Linked DNA regions of Mus musculus: region 1 is linked to region 2. A link is a contact called in public Hi-C data. All regions are on one chromosome and are shown on one strand. Each heading gives the region's core, a stretch centred on a gene start, on an enhancer-like site or on the middle of the called end of the contact. The rest is flanking DNA. Distances are from core to core; before and after follow the strand shown. Region 1 overlaps Gm11266 (predicted gene 11266). Region 2 has its middle 71 kb from the start of Gm11412.

Region 1 (6,478 bases), core at 3,227-5,726, 860 kb before region 2:
GCGCCGAGATTCGGCTGCATGGGGCTGTCTTTAGCTTCTGCAGACCGAGGCCGAGGAGCTAGTGCAGTTCCCGGGCATCGCCAGACTCTGTTACTACTGCCGCTCGCCCTTCGGCTGAAGTCCCTTCTCTGAACACCCCCAGAACAGTTCCAGCTCTCCCCAAAACTGTGTAAGGAGAGGAGGATCAGATTTATAGACTGCAGTGTACCCCAACAGGTAGTTTCACCTGGCCTGGTTTAAATATTAAAGTCTGGGCCTTGCGTGGGCATCGCGAAACTGGCCCAAGACACAGACTTTTAGTCGGGGACGAAAACGGCGATGTGCGAGTTACTTAAGATAATCATGTTTTCTCTTCAGTCTTCAACTTATCCCCAAACATCGAAAGAGCTGATCCGTTAGGAACGAGGCTCAGCGAGCCTAAATAGCTGGCTTCCAGCTGCAAGCCCACAGGCAATTTGATTTACCTCCCACCCCCAGAGAGTTACTAAAGAACCCTACTCCCGCTTTAGAGAGATGGGTTCCTTTGGGAAGATCCTTCCTCAAAATGCCCTAGCCTTGGACAAGGAGGGTGAGCTGCGCTGGCTTGGAACAGAATTGCAGTCCCGGTTCTGTTGGTGCGCTGAACAGTGAGGGAGAGCGATGTGCCAGGGCGAGCATGGAACCCGCGAGCCTCGCGTGCACTGCGATTCATGACTCCTTATGGAAGCTCAGGGAGAAGTTGGTGGCCCGCTTGTACAATCTGGGGCCAGCATAGTCCTCTTCTCCAGGGAGTGCTAGCCGAAATTCTTCCCCTGGGGCCATTGATGCACGTGGTGCGCAATGACCCGACGCAAAGTCAGGAAACCGCTAGCAATGGCCCAAAGATTCCCGCGTGTGCCACCCTCGAAGGGTGGAGGAGACCGGGGACTGGGCCCCTCGGGAGGGACGATCTAAAACTGTCTTGGGAGACAGGCTTTCCCCTGCTCCTTCTCTGAGCCCTTGCTTAGTGGTACCTTTTGCCATCTCAGCCAGGAATCCTGGTCTTACCCTACCTCTCTCTTTAGGAACCAGTTCAGGCTCCCCACTGTCACCAGCCCCTACGTCAAGAGCTGTGGGCAGATGTGACCTTGGGCTCTTTGATTTTTAAGGGTATCAAGGTCTGGCCCTGTTTCCAGTGTTCCAAAAAATCTCTCTCTCCCTTCTTCCCAGCTTCACATCCTATCTAGAGACTGTGGCAAATTCAAAGCCTCTGTCACTGGACAAGCTATCTAAACTTGCAGTTTTCTGGTACCTTGACCCCTTAAAGTTGGCCTCAGCTAGCTCTGACAGGGAGAGTAAAGTAGCCACCCTTACCCCCTTCTCCTATTCTCCTCTCACCCACCAGCCACCTTCACCTTTCCCCAGTCCAAACCTTGCCGGCAGAAGAGCAGGAGTCTCTGAAAGGCACAGACTGGTTCTGGCTGTCTAGGAAGTTCTTTTCTTCGCTGGCCCCTCTGTGAGGCCCTTGCATTCTGCCCTCTCCACCCCCATCTCGCTTATAGCAGGGACCCTTGGACTTGTAGGTTGGGTTTCAAATTTATTTTGCCTTGCTTTAATTTTGTTTAAGGTTCCACCCTGCTGAGCCTGGAGTACAGCTTCCCAGTTTTCCAGTCAGGAGCTTGGAAGATAGACTCTTGGAGCAGGGCATGTTGTCCCTCCATGGAGACCTGGGAAATCCCTGACTAGCTCCCTGGCCTAGCTTCATCTTCCTGGGGTACCCCACTTTTTTACACACACACACACACACACAGAGCTCGGAGCTATGCACAAGGCAGACATGAGTATTTAGGAGGTAGACAACACACCATGTTCTATCACTGTCTCGAGCACTTGGCACACAGGAGAACTGGAGGTGAACAAGTTCACTCCCTTGGGGTTGCCCAACCCAGCTATCTGAACCTAAATAAGTGACTTTGAACAGATAAGACCTCAACTCACTTGATTGGTGACTTAATGTGTTATTTTGTCTAGGACTGGTGAAGTTTAATATTTGAGGGGTCCAAATTTACTACCCTGAGGTAGTAAACTTCCAAGCCAAGAAGCCCAGGGGAAAGTACCAGAGAAACTAGATCTCTTGTGGGCTTCTGGGATGCCTGTGGGGAATGGAATGAAATCTACCCAAGTCTGCATGGCTTCCTACTCTTGGGTCCAAGGACCCTGGGCTGGCTTTCCTAAACACCAGGACATTATTGGAAGGGAAATAGAACTTGGTCATGGCACCCACTTAGCCTTGATTCTCCCACATGGCAGACAGACTCCTATCCTCAGTCACAGAAGATGTCTGGACAGAATCACATCCTGGGGACAAATGTGTTGCTGGGTGGATTAGTGTCTGGGGTAGCAGAATTAGTTTTCTATTTTTGTTCAGGGTTAGATGGCTGCCTGTCAACTATGTGATAGTGAATTTGAAACTATATGGACTCGCAGAGAACCAGTGGCTATTATTCCCACCCCATTTTGCAGGCTCTCTTTCTAACTTGCATGCCTTTAGCTACGGGCTTCCAGCTGGGCTCTGAACTGCAAACTTTGCACAAGCCTGATTCAAATGCAGACTGCCAGGAACTTACCTCACACCCACTCCTTTAGCAGGTGAGAGTTCCAACACTAAGGCCAAGCCAGGACTGTTGGTCAACATTGCAGCCAAAACCCTTTTAGAGAAAGCTCCATTGTAGGTTACATGGTGGAGTGGTTTTCTGGACCCTCAAAACAAAACAGGTAACTTCTGCTCTAGCTTTGCAATAAGCCTTTCCAAGGGAGGGCATTAAGAAGAGAAAAATTGAGGTACCTGGGCTATCCTCAAGTTTGAAGGGTCCATAGACCTTGTCTCTTAAGTCCCCAACTCTCCTAAGATGGGAGGAAGGAACACCTAGCCCTTGTAGGGCAAACCTCTGCCTCCAAATCCACAGGCAGAAGCCAGCACTTCTAGGAAGATGTTAAGGCAGGTAAAGGAAAGAAAGATTGATTAAAAAATTTTCTAAAAGCTGACTGGATCCCTCAAGGGAGAACCAGAGAGGAAGACTGAGAGCACAGGGGGCGGAGACTTGGTCATCTTTTGCAGACCCTATCTCCTCTATACTCAAACCTGTTTGAATTATTGTCAGACAGGGCAGGGGTCTACAGTTCTTTCCAGTGGGGAGTCAGACATGAGGGGTGTCTATTTCTCTATTAAAGGTAGCCCTCCATTGAGTTTGGTTTCTTTGCTTTTCAATGAGTCAGTCACCTCTGGCCTGTGTGTTGATGGTTAGAGCTGCCAGGCCAGAGAGAGACTCAAGGCAGACTTTCAGAACCCCTAGAGGTGGTCTGCTTAACATCTGGGGGCTTGGAAAGAGGAAGCTGGGCTGAGAGGGTGCCCAGCAACCTCTCCCTTCAAAGCCCATACTCTGCTCAGTGAGGTCCTTCCATGTGTACCTCTAACCCTCAGGCCTGGATTAAGAGGGAAAGGGAGCAAGAGATGGTTGTGGTTTTCAGTTTATGCTTGTGTATAGGGTGCTCCTGTTTTTGTCTCCCCCTTCATCCCCTCATGTCCTAGCAACCATGGAGGGGGGAGGCTTAGTGGGTACCAAGAAATTGACCAACTTATTCTTGTTAATCCGGCATAAAATAGCACAAACACTGACTCTCCATTAAAAATAGGATCAAAAAAGAAGAAGAAGAAGAAGAAGAAGGAGGAGGAGGAGGAGGAGGAGGAGGAGGAGGAGGAGGAGGCAAGGAAGGAAGGAAAGAAGGAAGGAAGGAAGGAAGGAAGGAAGGAAGGAAGGGAGGAAGGGAGGGAGGGAGGGAGGAAGGAAAACAGAAAACTAGAACTATTTGGGTAGGAACTGTGTGGGAATGAGAAATGGGTGTGCTTGCTGATCCTGTCCCTTTAAGAAAAATCCATAAAGGTTTTCCATCAGCCCAGTGTCTGGGAAAGAAGCAAACTAACTGCTTGGAACAAAAGAGACAAAGAGGCCAAACAACAAAACAAACAAACAATCCCCTCCCCCCTCTGAGACGACAATAGACTAGACGCAGCAAGCAAGCACAGCTAAGGCCTGGCCGGCTGCTCCTGTCCACCTGCCAAGTCTCCCCATTTGGCTAGAGACCTTCTCTCTCACCCCACTCCCACCCTACCACCCCCTCCCAAATCCCTTTCTCTCTTTCTCTGTGTGACTCTGTGTCTCTCTTGGGGTCTGGCTGTGTGTGTGTCTCATTTTTCTTTCACTGTATTTCACTGTCTCAGACTCTCTCTCTCTCTCTCTCTCTCTCTCTCTCTCTCTCTCTCTCACACACACACACACACACACACACACACACACACACACACACACACTAACACCTCTGGCATGTATTTATCTGTCTGTTTCCTAGACCATCTCAGCAGCTCTGTCTTAAGTGTCCCCCTCACTCCCCAGACCCCGTGCCTTGCCCAGGCATCCCTTTTGTGTTGTCTTTGCAGCAGTCTCTGCCAGGAGGACCAAGGTCCATTTGCACTTCAATTTCAGCCTTCCCCTCCTGTTCGGCTCTTTGCTCCTTTTCTGTAAGGCTCTGGCATGCTCCCTCCCCGCCCCAGCAGCCCTTTCTTCGGAGCTTGGCACCGCTTGGGACTCTCATGCATGCCTGCCTTCTCTTTCTCTCACCCCCCCCCCCCTTCTCCTCTGCAGCAGGCCCCCTCCCCTTTGCCCCCAAATCCAGTCCTTTTCTTTTTCTTCCCCCCTCCCCTTCAAACTTTCATAAAATACTGTAAACAACTTTGCCTGGGGATTGCTTTTCTTTGTAGGGTGAATAGAAAGCTTTGGAGAGGGAGACATGGAAAAAGGAAAGAGCGGACAGAGGCAAGTACAGTCGGCAGCAGAGGCCGTGTCGTGGAACCAGCTCCCAGCCAACAGCCTCGGCCCCTTTCAGGCTTTCTTTCAAATAACCCCTTTTGTGCCAGAATGCCTCCTGAGGCATCTGTGTCTGCTCAGGAAGGCCTGGCCCAGGCCTGCATCCCTTCTTCAAACGGCAGTAGGGGTGAGACCAGGCACCCACACCCACAGGAAGGGTTGCTATTGATTTAGTCACAGGCCTGCCACCCTCAACCCCTCATGGGCATGGGAGGTAAGGGGTACCCCGGCAATGGCAGCTTAGGCTTCAGTTCCTTCTTGAGAGTTGTTTAGAACAGAGACTGTAAAAAGAATGCTTTCCCAAGGACTAGAGAAGGAACATAATCGTCTAGAGAATGAAGATGTGGTCTTAAGCAGAGAGAGTATAGATGTGTGGGGCGTGGGGGGTGGGGCACTTGACTGTTGGAAGATGTGTAAGGCAGGGCTTGCACAGTCAGGAAGAACATGGCCAGGAAAGTGCTCGCTCTACCCCATACCACACGTGCACTGTGAGGTCAGGGCACAGAACCAGGGAAACTTGTTTCCCCTGGCCCCAGCCACTCCTTTTCTTCTCTTAATTTTAGTAACAGACAGACAAGGACATAGATGGGACCCTCCTAAAGGGGGAGAAATCGCTGAGTGTTAAAACCAGAAGCAGCAAAACATATTCTTGCTGTTTGGTTGCTTGGCGATGGGGGCAGTATGAAGAAATGCTGATGGTATCAGAAAGTAGGGCTGGATTAGCCTAAGCTCAGTAACAGCGCTCTGACAGAGCCTGCACAAAACCCAGGCACTGAAACGATTGTTTAGAAACATATACACCTGTGTACAGATATACTTATGTAAATGTATGTGTATTTATTTGGTGGCGGGGTTTTTTTTTTTGGGGGGGGGAGTCAGAAGAGAAGGGAGGGGTGTGACTGGCAGCTTCTTGATCAGGCAAGTGTAGGAAGGCTGATGTGCCTCCCCCATGTTGATTTTATAAAGACGAGAGTTTTTTCATACATGAATACACCACACACAAGCCTGGCATATGCTTAGGCCTCATGAGCAAGTCTGATTTTCATGTCCTAAGGGAAACCTCACTGCCGTCTGACTCAGTGACTGAACCCTGTGGGCCATCCAGCAGTCTACTCTGTCTGTGCCCAAGTGCCATCTTGAGGTCATGTGTTCTTCCCTAGAATCATTAGACTGGATTCTCTCCTCTCCGGGGTCTTTCCTTTCTAAAGTTAAGAGGGAGATCCTTATCCAGCCCTCTGCGCATGCTTCCACCATCTCCAGAGATCTGCTCTTGGAAGCATGCTCAACAGAGTCCTTTGGCCAGAAAGCCTAAGGAGAGGAGAGAGAGAGAGAGAGAGAGGATAGTATGTTCTAATGAACTCTTGCGCTGGGCCCAGAACAGTCCCAATTGGGAATACTGTTTTCTTGGTATTTTGACCTTGTGTCAAAATGACTGATTCCTCCCCCTCCCGGGAAGTCACTTCCTAGCCAGCAATGACTCTGGAGCTGTTCTGGGCTCCACACATCAGTGCATCTGGAAGCACTCACGGGCAGAGGCCTTCTGGCTGACTGAGGCAGGGAGTCCTCCTTAGGCCTGGGAGCTCCAGGGGAGCCTCTGA
Region 2 (6,571 bases), core at 2,660-5,159:
TCCAATTAATAGGGAAATGGTTATCCAATAAATAAAGTTGGTAACAACTCAATAAATGTCATTACTCTTACTCTGCATCGAAATAAAATATCTAATTGGGAAATATTATACGTGATTAAGGGAAAAAATTAGGAACTTTTATATGTATGACTCAAATGAATAAATGAAAGATACCTACAATATCTGGGCATAAAAATAAAATAACCAAACCTTCGCATGAGACCCGCATGTCTAATGCAGGAATCTGAGGCAAGGATCAGCAAAGACCTCTTCAGTCACATCTGCTCGCAGACACCTTCCCCTCCTCCAAAGGGAGCTGCTTCATTATTTACTTACTTGCCCCACCAAGGCTTTCTTTTATGCAAATGCTCAGGCTGGGTTATATTTACCCATCTATTTTGTACCATAGTATATATATATTGAATATACATATTTTATAATTTGATCTGTTTTCCATAATGCTCCTCAGAAATCTTCCGGAATCAGTCCATAGCTGTCCTTATGTTTGTAAATATTCAATGTTATATTGTATGAGCATGCAGTTATTAACTTAGAAAACATTTTCTCAACTGATTAGTCTGTTTTGAAAAAAAAAATTCTCAATAAAATGTAGGAAATATTACTAGTGATTCAAGGAAAGCAATGTCTCAGCACAGCTCTTAGGAGCAGCACTCTCATTCAGAAGAGAAGCTTCTGATAAAGTGACGTCAAAATTATGGAAGAAGGAAACTTCCTGAAAGTATATCATAATTAAGCTACTAAAGGCATTATTGATAATACATAATACGTTTCCCTCCCTAAAATACCCTGCAAGCAAATCCACTGTGGTATGACAGGCAGTGTTAACAGACTATCTCATATCCAGTGAATATGAAATTATAATCATTATAATGATCAAATTACTGTAATTAGAACATAGAAGAGAGAATTTATCTACGCCAGTTCTACAAACTGAAATAGTTCAGGCAATAGTTATCTTATCAGTCACCATTCCTGTTCCCCCCAAATAATGACAACTCTTTAGTATTTCACTTTCAGTTTCATGGCACAGAACTTATTAAATGTTATTTTTATGTTGAAATGATGGTAACAGAAATAGATTTGTGACAGTGTGTTAGAAGGGATTCATTGACTCATTCTGGCTCATCCACCTACTCATTATCTCAACGCTGCTCTACCAGAAGAGTTAATCTGATAACTCATCTGAGGTTAAAAATCGATATTTCACATTTAAACTTTCCAATTATCATCCAGTGATTCTCTTAGACATTCAATAATCTTCTGGTATACATATATGTAAGTGATTGTGTGTGTATGTATACTTTATATATGCAGTTTTGGCTCCAAACTCTTGTGGTCACAAGATAATTTACTCATCTGAGGAATCTTTGATGGCTTTTCATGATAAAAGCAACTGTAGCAGTTGTTCTGTTCCTGACTTTTGATTTGGAGAGACAGTCGGAGATGCTTTTCCTGCGGTTCAGGACATAGAACTCAAGTCCACTGAGTGTTTGCCACACAAGTATGAGGATCTGATTTTAGCCCCCAACAGCCACATAAAAAGATGACAGTGAGTATCTCTATAATCCCCGTTCTGTAGCAGCAGATACAGGAAGATCCCTGGAGATTGCTGGTCAGCTACTATACCCCAGATTCACTGAGAGACACTGTTGCAAAGAGGACAGGGAGAGCAATAGAGGAAGACACTTGACATTGACCCCCCTGGTATCTTAATATATGGGTGTGCACACCTGCATAAATACATGCACTTGAACACAGGACAGAGAGAGAAAGAGAGAGGGAGGGAGAGGCTTATTTGTAAAGTACTTGAGAAATAGACATGCTATTTGGTACTTTGCTTCACGTTCCCTAGCAATCCAGTCCCTTTAGCATGTTATTGTAGAGTGTCTCACACAGCTGTGCATGATTTTTGGCAGGCCTTCCTCATCCTTTGATTTGCTGTCTTGGTGGGTCAGCTGTAACCACTCTTCATCCTTCAAAGCATGAGACAGGGCAGACTGCTTTAAACTGTCAGTTGACCTATATGAATACTGTTTTGAGCACTTCTAGCTACTCAGATGTTGGTAAGTCAAATTTGTAAGGGCTGTCACAGATCCAGGAAGTGCTTCTAACCTATTAAGCAATAGTCACATGTGGTCAGTACAAAGAGAAATTTTACTGATTCTCCATAGGAAGAACTTTAGGTATCTCCCTTTAAGGGTTAGGGATCTACTCGAAAGAGGAAGTGGAAAAATTATAAGAGCCACCATTAAAATGGTGGATGACTTAAAACAGTATTTTACAGACACAATAAGATAGATGCACACATATATGAACTTACAGCAGTTGTTACAGCCTGCACATGCTCAAACCATTAAGATAGATACGGAGTTTCCCTCTAGCTGAGCAACTATTGACATTTGTTTGCTGATAGAAGAGGGATAACTCAAATGTTGTCAGTTGTGCAATACCAGGTGTAAAGTCCTCGTCCCAGGGCAAGCCTCTTACTGACAGGAGTCAGACAACAAAAACTGGATTGAATAAATTTTTAAAAAGACATGCAGAGGGAGGGAAGAAGGGAAAATGAGAGAGGGAAGGAAGGAAGAAAGAGAGGAAGGGAGAATGGGGGGGGGATTTGAATGGATAGTGGGGTAAGAGAAGAAGATTTGGGAAGAGTTCTTGCAGAGAGGGATGGATTTCTTCAAAACACATTGTTTGAAATGCTCAAAAATTATTTCAAAAATATTTTTAAAAGCCTGTTTGAGAGCATTTGATTAATGCTATCACGTCTGCGTAAATTTTAGTTACAGTATTTTGGGATTGCACAGGTAGCACATTGATAGCACAGTTTTCGTATGATACAACCTTTATTTTCTATAAACAAATAAGAATGGTAGGACTCAGCTCATATTTAGATGAGAAATGGGAAAACTTGACAGCCAACAGAGAAGTATCTGGTCTCAGAGATGTGTGTACTGAGTGCTCAACATGGTTCCAAATAGGAATTAAAATAAAATCCTAGCCATAAGATGATTATGTGTGCAATGATTTGCAACTGCATGCAAGGGGGGGTCTGTGGCAGAAAAGCAGAAGAAACACAACAAGCCAGCTTGCCCTGGTGCTCCAAAGATGGCACAAGATCAAGGAGTCAATGAAAATTCATGAACAATCAAGATATAATGACCAGAATGTTGCTTGCAGCAAGTGACCCTACAGGCTCTAAAAACTTTGGTCAGACAACCCCAGGAGGTATAAAAGATTCAGCTTAAAATTGGTTTCTTTGTTTGTTTGTTTTACTTTGTTTTTGATAAATTCAAAGTAAACACAGTTTTAGCAAAAATCATGTCTGTGTCCTTTAAAAAGCCAATCATGGCCAGGCGTGGTGGCACACGCCTTTAATCCCAGCACTCGGGAGACAGAGGCAGGCGGATTTCTGAGTTCGAGGCCAAACTGGTCTACAAAGTGAGTTCCAAGACAGCCAGGGCTATACACAGAGAAACCCTGTCTCAGGGGGTGGGGGGGGGGGGGAGGAGAAAGCCAATCACAATACAAGTGATGGAGGTAGGTGTGGTTGGTGTCAGGTTTTGCTTGAGCTTCTCTGAGAGCAAATCTCCCTTCTTTCTTTGCATCCTCCCACCTCTTTCCATTCCTCTTCTTGCTATTACAAGATTGTTAAAAATTCCATTTGAATTATTGCTGAGGAGAATTTGAAAAGAGTTGAAAAAAACCAGTGCCCTTGGCTGTTATTTGATAGATGCCTCTGGTTGGCTTGACACCAAGTTCACCAAACTTAAGCAATAATCAGAATCTATGCCGTGTTAATTGGAGAGATATTACTCTTGTGTGGGTGCTGGAATGCAAACAGTACCTGGTGTCTGGAAAATGAAAATAAACAGAGGTAAATGACCAAGCTTATCTTGGCAGGATGTGCAAAACACAGACCAAATGTCTCGCCAATCTGATAGTGTTTGGAGAAGTCCTACATATTTATTCAATGACCAGGAAGGCAGTGAAGGCTCCACATATAGGAAGGAGTAGAAGAAAGAAATAGGAAACAAACTCCTTTCTGCCATGCACACACTTCATGTCAATGGTGCTTGCAGGACATAGAATTGATTAGTCCATGGCCAGAAAGCTCCATAAAATTAAAGTAAACACTTTTGGGGATACATTGTATTCTGTTTGTAGCCTTGTTCCACTAGCATAAGGAGAAACTGCTAGGCAGGATTGGTAGGCAAAGTTGCTTTTTCAATGATTATTAAGTATTATTATTATTATTGTTAATATTTTGGTGTATTGTATGTATGCATGTGCATTTGTAAGTGCATGCCTATAAAACTTTTGGGAGTTGATTGCTTCCTTCTGTGGATTACAGGTATTAAACTCAATCAGACTTGGGCAGGGAGCACTTTTATTGCCCACTATGCCATTTCATTGCTCTAAAAAGAACCGTAAGTTCAACAAATTTATCATGAAATTGATAATGTGAAATCTCAGGGAAAGGCATTGATTTTCTTGCACTCACTTTGCTAATCAGAGAAGAGCTAGACAGAGAACCCAAAAACTGTAACACCCAATCACTTACAAGTATTTTCTACTCATGACCAATGAACCAGTTTCACCTTTCTCTCCTTATATCACTGAAACAGAAACTTCAACACACTGCACAGAGTTCCCAAGTTACTAATCATGGGAAACACCTCTGTATATATTCTTATTCTAAGTGACAATGGACTCAAATGGCATGTATGCAGATGACCTATACTCTATAATCAACTTGCTGGTATGTCCCATTCTGTAGAAGGGGTTCTCCTAAATTCATATGTAGCTTTGCTTCAGGATTTCATGTTGGCATCATATTTTGGCTTCCCTGTTAACCTTACACTAAGATTAAAATGCCACAATGGCAACAAGAAGTAATATTCTCATGACTCTTCAAGTGACAATTTTGACTTTAGTTCAATTTGTAAAAGTCCCCCTCTTTCTGGGAAATTCTTCCAATAGTGCATGTGTGGTGATATATGAAGTTGATCACTTGCTGGTAACAGATGCTGATGGGACAATAAGGACTGCATTTATGTCTTTTGGTCTGTCTTTCTGTGTGTCTGTGACTTCTATCTTACTCAGAGGACTTGTAAGATATAGCTACCTGAACTCTATGGCCACTTAAAGCCTCCATCATTTGTACCTGAGCTACATGGAAACTTCTGCTGCTGGATCAAACTCACTAAGGCTAGCTTTCTAAAGGCATTACTCTCTCCATTCTTATCCATCTCTGCTCAAAATGTCAATGTGGGAAATGTTTTTCCTTCTCTTATGCTCTCCTACAGCAAATATTTTGTTGAGAGCTTTTCCATTTCACTCTTACAGAATGCAAACAAAGCAGCCACAGACACCATACTGCCCTCAGAATCTCTCACATGATTTTTCTTTCTATGTTGCCTTTTCTTCACTTAGAATGATATATTCAGTTGTTTTTGTTCCCTCACACAGCTAAGATTTCACGCATTGCTGACCTGTAGTTCTTCAAGATATGATGAGGTTAGCACAAAGACACATAGTGGCAAAGAGCAGGGGATGCAAGTATGGCCATGTTGGCTCTCATCTGATTGTACAAGCATCATTTTGTCCACATATGAGAGTAACATTTGACCTAATTTGCATGTGCTCTTTGACCTTGCCTGAATTCCTAGGTTTAAGTTTTCAGCACATATGTGGAAATCAAGGCTCATAAAATAAAAATGTATGAGTGTATATCTCAGCTTATGACCAAGTATTGACCATGAAATCTACTCTATAATAACTAGATGAAATCCATGATGGGGTTTGACAAATCATTCCTACATTAATCTGGCTGCTTTCAGTAGTCTTAAGGTAAAGATAAGAGAGTGAAGGATTTCCTAAAGTGCAAGTTGTTGACTTTTTTTCTAAAAGCCTGGAACCAAGTTACATTAATCTCTATGACATTTCTTTCCTATTTGTCTACTGAAGTTTTGAGTTAGGGCAGAATCATGGCCATACCTAGAACAATTTCATCACAGACCCTAATTTTGTGGACATTGAACATGCCCTACTCCTTTCCTCAACTTATAATATTTTCATAAGTTACAGAATTTGATGAGCCCATTATGTGTAATAATTACTGTCTTTTCTTTGATGACACTGAAACATAAAGTGTTCTGATGGCCAATGGCTTCCCCAACGGAGAGCCAGCATTTCCGACTACCAAGAGGCTTTGCCTAAATTTTCCTCTGGCACTGATCTGTGGAAGTAGGCTAGCTAACTAATGAGTTTGCACAATATCCCCTTCATTGCTGGAGTCTAATGAATCTGCATGTAACTAACAAAACTTCACTTACAACACCTCCACTTGGCTGTGGGCAACAGTAATGTTTTACTTCCCTTAAGTTGTTCAGTTTATCAATATAGTTCAGGGTTTCTTCACTTGCCTTTCACAAAAATTCGGACCCCCCCCCCCATACAAAGAGCAAATTCTGCCTCACAAAAAGTCAGATATTCAGCCAAGGAGCTGAAGTGGTTCCCACCCTTGACACTTGCCACACCCTGTCAG

The links. Hi-C and Micro-C count contacts between places; a contact is called where the count stands out from the background.
Region 1: a contact with region 2 is called in a Hi-C map of liver, with 2.5 times the contacts expected there. The contact joins two enhancer-like sites. A contact is called at or near these places in 3 of 484 Hi-C or Micro-C datasets (adipose-derived mesenchymal stem cells and liver), 7 of 115 datasets of contacts at active chromatin or transcription factors (the NIH/3T3 cell line, embryonic forebrain, embryonic stem cells and 2 more) and 1 of 9 other capture datasets (embryonic stem cells).

Annotation. Positions count from the first base shown.
Region 1 is chr4:82,531,014-82,537,491 of GRCm38.p6, reverse strand. All of the region lies in intron 1 of Gm11266 (predicted gene 11266), which reads right to left. Among named protein-coding and RNA genes, the nearest start is that of Gm11266, 26 kb to the right of the region's middle. Within about 2 kb of position 4,476, at least 70 of the 459 cell types and tissues checked have an H3K27ac peak or open chromatin away from gene starts, as enhancers often do. A contact at or near this core is called in liver, where this site is marked.
Region 2 is chr4:81,669,464-81,676,034 of GRCm38.p6, reverse strand. No RefSeq gene overlaps it. Among named protein-coding and RNA genes, the nearest start is that of Gm11412, 71 kb to the left of the region's middle. Within about 2 kb of position 3,909, at least 4 of the 459 cell types and tissues checked have an H3K27ac peak or open chromatin away from gene starts, as enhancers often do. A contact at or near this core is called in liver, where this site is marked.